Linked DNA regions of Sus scrofa: region 1 is linked to region 2. Evidence: chromatin contacts called from public Hi-C data. All regions are on one chromosome and are shown on one strand. Each heading gives the region's core, a stretch centred on a gene start, on an enhancer-like site or on the middle of the called end of the contact. The rest is flanking DNA. Distances are from core to core; before and after follow the strand shown.

Region 1 (3,941 bases), core at 653-3,152, 300 kb before region 2:
AGAGTTGTGCTATTTAGGCTAACCAGTATCTAAACTGATTTTTGCATGAATTCATGTTCCAGGATATTTATTTGACACATGATTCTGTACCTGTGCACTCATGGCTGTCTCTATGCATGTGAAAACAGAAGTATTTTCATTTCCTGTCTAGGTTTGTGTGACTCAGCCTAGAAATAAAGAAATAAACATATTGTTTTACATCACTTAGATGTGAAGACTGTTTGTTACTGCAGCCTAACCTATTCTATCCTGACAGAAAGAACTTGTTCAATTCATTTCCCAAAGTGAAAATCAGTTATTATTCAGTGACTACCACAAATATCTACAGACTTGGATTTCTTATTATGTCCAGATAAGAAAGAGTGGTAGAAGGGAGACAGTGGTTGATTCACTAATTCAATAATTGCCAGGTATAGACAGAGAGGAGCACAGACTGAAATACCTACAAGGCTAAGTGGATCGTATCAATAAGTAAAGGAGGCCAGAGGAGCCCTAGAAAACTGAGAAATGTATACCCTACCTATGGAGGCAGCTTCCCTTTTGGCCCTACCGCACTGTTGCCAGGCAGGAACGTGGGCTCAGTATCGCCATATCTTCTGATTTTTCAGTGGAAGCTGGAAGCCTAGATTTCTTTGTAAAACGTCTTAATTTTCAAATGTTGGCTGTTTTCTTGTTCTTTTTTGTAATCTCTAATTCTTTTTTTTTTCTTTTTTTTTCTTTTTTTTTTTTTTTTTTGTCTTTTTAGGGCCGCACCCGCGGCATATGGAGGTTCCCAGGCTAGGGGTCGAATCGGAGCTGTTGCTGGCAGCCTACACCACAGCTCACTGCAACTCCAGATCCTTAACCCACTGAGTGAGTCCAGGGACCGAACCCGCAACCTCATGGTTCCTAGTCGGATTCATTAGCCACTGCTCCACGACGGAACTCCAGTAGTCACTTTTTTGTTTGTTTGTTTGTTTTTGTTTTGTTTTGCTTTATCTAGGGCCACTCCCACAGCATGTGGAGGTTCCCAGGCTAGGGGTCGAATCGGAGCTGTAGTCACTGGCCTATGCCAGAGCCACAGCAACATAGGTTCCGAGCCGCGTCTGCAACCTACACCACAGCTCACGGCAACGCCGGATCCTTTAACGATCGAACCCGCAACCTCATGGTTCCTAATCAGATTCGTTAACCACTGCGCCACGACGGGAACTCCAGTAGCCACTTTTAAAGACGGCAAATAATGGGGATCTCAGTGTCTCCATTTCATTTTTTTTTTTTTTTCCTTAATGGAGTGACTAAAGCGCTGAAAAGGCAAGTGGACTGACTAATGCTGCACCGGTCAGTCAGGTAAATAAATCTAATTGGGCAAGATAAACCTAAAGATTCTGGTACTAGGAGGTAGAGCTGAATTCGACTCCGCCTCCTTGCCCATGCCCTTATATGTTCCTCACCTCCAGTGTCTCCTTCCCACTCCGCTCTCGCAGGTCTCGGCGAAGCAGTTTCCGCCCTAAGAAGGGTGGAGCTTCCGTCTCTGCTCTCGCGAGTACTGCTAGTCAGAGAAGTGAAGGTGGTGGCCACACTTCTCCCCTGCCCCACCTTGGACTCCAGGTCACAGTTCCGCCCTTACTAGCCCCACTTCCGGCCAGCCAAGCCACTACCAAAAAAAGGGTCATCCCGCCAGGGACGCCAGCGGCGGCGATTGCTCTCTCTTTCATGCCCACCCAACTTCCTATAATTTCTGCCAAGAAACACAATCTCCTCCGCCGTTCGTTCCATCCACGATCATCGCAAACAAAGCCAGATCCCTCCAGCTCAGGACTAGGGCGGGGAGAAACAAGCCTCCACCCTCACACCACGCCCTCCCACGTCTCAGAGGCGAAGCCCTTTTTGCCCTGAGAGAGGCGGAGCTGCTCGTTCGAATCCCACTCTCGCGATCTTTCGGAACTCTCGCGATAACAGTCGCCCGACTTGTGCGCCCGGGAAACCCCGTTGCTCCCTTTCCCCTGGCTGGCAGCGCGGAGGCCGCACGGTAAGTCCGGTTCTCTGGTCCTAGTTGGGCGTGGGGAGTTGGAGCCCGACTCCCGAGCCCGCAGTTTGTGCCTGAGGGCTCCGGAGCCCCCGCGCGAGGGCCACCCCGCCCCCTGGACCCGCGGCCACGTGCGAGCTGCAAGCCCGGGCTTGTCTGATCCGCGCGGTCCGGGAACCGAAGCTGGGCCTGGCGGGGCAGCGGGGAATACCGGGTGGGCCTAGAATCAGGGGCTGGGGTCGTACAGCGTCTTCACAAAGAAGCAGGTAAGCAGTGTTCGTGCGACCCAGAGAGAACGTGGGCGTCGGTGAGCTCTAGGACTCACCGGCGCCGCGGCCTGTAGGGCCTTCTGAAGTGAAGGGAGTGCGGCGGTTTAGGTCGCGTTGGGGCTATGCTCCTGTCAGTCCACTAATCGTCCTTCAAAAACTTGATCTTTTTTTGCAGATGCCTGGAGTTACTGTAAAAGATGTGAACCAGCAGGAGTTCGTCAGAGCTCTGGCAGCCTTTCTCAAAAAGTGAGTGTGGGGACTGGTGTTGAGTAAGTGGAAGCCATCGTCTTTGCCTGAGCCCTCAGGCTCTCTCTCTCCTGGCTGGGAAGGCCTGTTGAAGGTCTCTTGAATCCACCCTTTCTCCATGAGGCCTGGATTGAATTTCAGTCCCTTTTTATTTGGGGGCACTTTGGGCTCCTGTTTACCCCAAGTAGTGTTGAGGAGAGGGAATTGGATGGAGTTTGGAGACTGAATTGTGCCTTTTTCCGAGGTCCGGGAAGCTGAAAGTCCCTGAATGGGTGGACACTGTCAAGCTGGCCAAGCATAAAGAACTCGCTCCCTATGATGAGAACTGGTTCTACACACGAGCTGGTGAGGAACTGGGACCTTTGTTTGGCTGGGGAGTGGGAGGCTAGGTGTCTTCTGTAAGCTCTTAATTTCCCTGAGAAGTTACTTTTGAGTCTCATTCATGCTTTATGTGGCATTCAATAATTTTGTATTCTGGATTCCTGTTTTCTTCATTACTAAGAGATTTTGTGTGAGGATCTGTACTTTTCTCTGAGCCTTGGGGCAAATCGGGGGGGCGAATGAATTTATATATTTTGCCTAGAGATGGTTCATTTTAGAGAGCGGCACTGTTCTTTTAAAGTCTGGAGTATGTTCTTATGTTCAAATCATCATACTAGACTACTTTTCTGTATTTAACAAGTTGTTCCTAACTAATTGTTCTGAGATCTGACCAGGTCATTCCTTGCTGTAAATCTTGGCACTTTTCAAGTGCAGAGAAGAAAACCTTACCCTCACCCTATACTGACTGCCAGTTCCTCTCTCTTACTTTGTTAGTCCTCCAGTAATAGCTTGAAAGAATTGCCTTAAGTGGTGATTGCACAGTGGTAGTACTGTCTCACTTGTCTTTAATGTTTTGCATTTCTCCAAGCTGCCATCCCCATGGAGGCTTGCTTTGGGAGAGGGGGTGGGGTTCAGCACTGGATTGTGCCAAGGCAGCTGCCTCTGCACAGGCCTTCACTAAGGGCTCTTGGCCTTCCTCTGAAGTGGTGGTCGTGTCCTGACCAAAGCTTGTCTCCAAGTGGGAAATAGATGGAAAGCAGAGTTGGGAAGTGGGGGGGGGCACAGAATAGCCTTGCAAAGAGTTGGCCTTGGCACAAATTGCCCAGCATGTGGGAAGAAATATTTTGTAGATGGGTGGTCTACTCTTCTAAGCCCTGGGCTGGGCACAGGGGCCAGCATGACTCAGCCACGGCCCCTGACCCGAGGACTAAAAGGTGAAATCTGAGTGGAGTAGGGTGGATAGCAAATCCACTTACCCACATTTGTGCTTTTAGAAAAATATGGCAGGTGAAGAGGAGCTGAGTTGACTCACTTGGGCACAGCAGTCAGTAGTGATGGGGCCTGGACAAGACCACCTTGAGAAGAAGCAAGGCTGC
Region 2 (3,981 bases), core at 1,242-3,741:
AAAGCCCACATACCCACTCCCTCAGAAACACCTCAGGCCAGGATAAAAGACTCATCACCTCCCAGGGCCACCCCAACCATAGCTACAGCAGCTCTAACTGTCAAGGTTATTCTGTAAGCAGAGTTCTGGTCAGGATTCCTGCAATGCTACCCCTAGTCAATTGCCCCGGTTCTTCCTAGGCCCCCAGGGGTAAGCAAGCCTCTGCAGGCTGCTTAAATCCTCTCTTCCACGGCCTGACCTCCAGATATATTTTTGCAGCAATGCCCAGTTCTGCCCTTCTCCTGGTTATCCAAATCCCATGGGCTTGCCCTGAGCAGGGAAGCTCACAAGCACCCTCCCCGAACTAGCCACAGAACCTCTAGCAACCCAGCCAAAAGTGCAACAGTTCAGAGACTATGCACACAAGGGGCTCCCATGCCTTAAACCCTCCCAGCTCCTCTCCTTCTCATGACCGCTGTCCTCTAGGAGTACTCCCCTCACAAGAACTAAGGGCATCAACTCTGGAGACAAACCAGCAGGGTTTTAATCCTAACTCCCACTTCCTGGTCTGCAAGCTTGTGTGTGACATAGCTTCTCACCTACCTCTCTCTGTCCTTACTTAGATCTCTACTCTTGCCACACTGGCCTCTGATAATGCCAAACTCGCCGCTGTCTCAGGGCTTAAAAGCCTGCCTTTCCCTCTGTCTGGAATTTTCTCCTCTGAGATTTATGCACCATGGCGGCTGTACAGCCTCAGTTCAAATGTCATCTTTTCAGAAAGGTCTTGACTGGTAATAGAATCTTAAAAGGGCCTCCCTTCACTCTGAGGCACTCAATTCCCCACTCTCTCTCTCTCTGCTCCACCACTTTGTTTCAGTCTTCCTATAAACACATCTAAAAAGTAAATCCTTCATTTGTCTTAAAGTCTGAAACCCCTACTAAATGTAAGCCTCATAGAACAAACACTTTTGTCAGCCACGTCACGCTGTATCTCCTGTCCCCTCTTCCCCATTCTCTAGGCGCACAGAATTTAATTATTTTATGTAGGCAAGCTGCTTAACTCTTCTGAACCCGTTTTCCCTATACAGTGGGAACAGTGACAGGACTTCCTCTTAGGATTACCAATAGGATATAAGGTAACAGTACATATATAAGAAGGGCTGACCGCTGTGCCTGGCATGAAATAAACCTTCCGTGAACAGTGGCCACAAACACTGATATTGATGCGGCCAAACTCCACAAGCTCACCCCTCCCAATGCCATGCCTCCTCCCGCTTATGTTTCTCTTTGATACCCAAGGGGGAGGAAAGCGTGAGATGGGATGTACATTGTCCGATATGGCACTCCCCACATCTGGCAGCAAGGCCCTCTCCCCACCGGAAGTGTGTCACCCGCCCAGTCAACCATACCTGGCCGGCGCCGCTTGCGCGCCAGGTGCGGCAGCAAGTCGTGGCGGGCCAGCACGCGCAGGAGTTGCCCCAGCAGCCGCAGGTTGCTCTCGTCGCACTGCCCGCGGCGCTCCAGCTCCAGCAGCAGCTCCAGGCCGCTGCGGGCGCGGGCTAGGCCGCCGGCGGCGCCTGGGACCTCGTCCAGCAGGAAGGCTAGCAGCTCCAGCTCGCACTCAGTCAGTTGCCCGCCCACCACCTCGAACATGCGGTGAAGCGACAGCATCCCGTAGTAGTCCAGGCACTCATCCTCCTCCCAACTCGGGGCCGGGGTCGACCCGGACAGCGCCATACCCGGGGGAGAGGAGGCGGAACCAGCTCGGAACGAGGGCCTAGAACCCACACAGCGGGGTCTGTGGTCAGCTACGCGGGGGCCTGGACCTCACTGCCGCCGGTGCGTCTCTCCTGCTGCGTGCCGCCGGGCAGGGCCACCCTCAAGTCCCAGCCGTGTTAGCCTCCCCCTTTTCCTACAAGAGAATGGTATCGCCCGAGGTCCCCTAGTAACAGGTCGAGACGCCAGACCCCACTAGTCCTCCAACCACTCCGGCTGGCCAAGCCCGAACGCCCCTCCCCGGGTGGTATGTTCCAAACAAGCCTCCGGACCCAAGAGATTCATTCGAAACAAGCCTGGGGACCCAACGCACGGCACCTTTCCGACTGCCCTTTGACTTTGAGTACCAATGTCCGGACATGCCCCTTGACTCTGTCCAGTGGTACAGTCCGATCAGCCCCACAGCTCCACCTAAGTGGTGCCGTCCAAAAGTGACCCTCTGCCCGGACCAAAGCAGTCCTTCGCTCCACACGGGTAGCGCAGTCGGAACCCGAGCCCAGAGCCCCGTAAGGGCGGTACCGCCCTCTCCCCAGCACCCAGGTTGGTCCAGTCTACCGCCACCAGTCGCTCTTAGATCTCTCTAGATCCTCACCGAATTCCGGCGTCTGAAGACTCCTGGGCGATGGCCACAGCCACTTGTTTTGGATCTTTCTGGCACCTTCTCTATTATTACGCCTGCGTCACCTCGCCCCTCCTCCTTCCCCCAACTCGCGCAGGTGCGACCGACACGCCCCCTAGGCGCATGCGCAGTGAGGCTTCCAAGCCCCTCCCCCCGGGACTGCTTCCCCAACTGGAGCGTTTGCACCGCCTCTGCTGCGCCTGCGCAGACCGAGAGCTGTTCAGCGTCTGAGCTGCTTCTGGGACCCCTTTGCAGGATTGCTTCTGCCCGCGGCATAAGCCACGGATTCTTTGTTCCCCCGTGTCACGACCTGTTGAAACTACTAATGTCACGGGCTACAGCTCCCTCCTAATCATGACCTAGGCTCCTACTTTACCACTGCTCCTGATGCCCATGGCGAAGGACCACAATCACGACCGTCCTGACTCCAGAGTAGCACCTAGACCTTTTATGATAGGGACTTGGACTCTCCTCTATTAGACTGCTTCTTACTTCCGTTGACAACCTACATCTCATCTGGGCCACCTCACCATCCCAACCGGAATCTCCCCTCATCCAACAGAAATCCCCCATCTATAAGTTCCTTCCCTGATCAAGACCAGGACTCCCGCATCTCATGTTAGGAACAAATACCTCATTCCTGATTGCAATTGGGTCCTCCATCTCCATTCTGCACCTTCCCATGGCATCCATCACGATTCCATTAGTCAGACACGCCCTCTCCCAGCAACTCAAACTCCCCTCCTATAACCTTTTCCAATCTCTACCCTCCAAGGTCACAGGGATTCCCAATACCTCCTCTCTAACCTGCACCTATGAGTTTTACTCTGGCAAGAGAGGTCTCTATCAAAAGAGCTGGTGACTGGAGTTCCCATCGTGGCTCAGTGGTTAACGAATCCGACTAGGAACCATGAGGTTGCAGGTTCGATCTCTGCCCTTGATGAGTGGGTTAAGGATCCCGCGTTGCCCTGAGCTGTGGTGTTGGTCGCAGACGCAGCTCGGATCCCGCGTTGCTGTAGCTCTGGCGTAGGCCAGCGGCTACAGCTCCGATTCGACTCCTAGCCTTGGAACCTCCATATGCCCCAGGAGTGACCCAAGAAGTGGCAAAAAAGACCAAAAAAAAAAAAAAAAAAGTTGGTGACTGAGCGCACATGGCACGCCCTGCCTCCCCCACTTATGTGACTCAAAGTTAGGGCTGGCACGCCTTGAAACAGATCTCCTTCCCCAACTGGTTCCCCACCCCCGGAATTATCACCCCCTTGAGAGGTGGGAGGGCTGGGTTCTACCTGGCATAAGCTCAGCACTAGCTCTGCTTGGGCTGCAGCAGTGACCTCTAAAGAGTCCCTTCCTCTCTCTCCAGTGGCAGCTGTCATCTACTGAAACTCAGCCTTGGGCTGGACACACAGTTGGCCCCTAGTAACTGAATATCATTGAATCAACTGACAAGAGAGAGGAAAGGGAAAGCAATTTTACAAACTAGGAAGGACCATGTCCACGTTAGGTGGTTACAGTGAGCATTCACAGTGTAGGAGGCCCTATGCTGAGTGCTTTTACCTGTTTGATTTCATCCAGTCCCTTCACCCGTCTTTGAGGTGAATATGATTCAA

Evidence for each region. Hi-C and Micro-C count contacts between places; a contact is called where the count stands out from the background.
Region 1: a Hi-C map of liver shows a contact between it and region 2, with 5 times the contacts expected there. The contact joins the promoter of RPS19 here to the promoter of DEDD2 in region 2. A contact is called at or near these places in 1 of 5 promoter capture datasets (liver) and 2 of 47 Hi-C or Micro-C datasets (embryonic fibroblasts and liver).

What each region holds. Positions count from the first base shown.
Region 1 is chr6:50,008,096-50,012,036 of Sscrofa11.1, reverse strand. RPS19 (40S ribosomal protein S19) reads left to right here and starts at 1,902. Exons shown (of 6, transcript XM_005655906.3): 1 at 1,902-2,011; 2 at 2,453-2,523; 3 at 2,768-2,868. The coding sequence starts at 2,453. DMRTC2 (doublesex- and mab-3-related transcription factor C2) reads left to right here. Exons shown (of 8, transcript XM_021094461.1): 8 at 1-725. It also overlaps a transcript of LYPD4 not described here.
Region 2 is chr6:49,709,458-49,713,438 of Sscrofa11.1, reverse strand. It overlaps DEDD2 (DNA-binding death effector domain-containing protein 2), which reads right to left and starts at 2,491. Exons shown (of 6, transcript XM_013988629.2): 1 at 2,348-2,491; 2 at 1,389-1,891. The coding sequence starts at 1,716.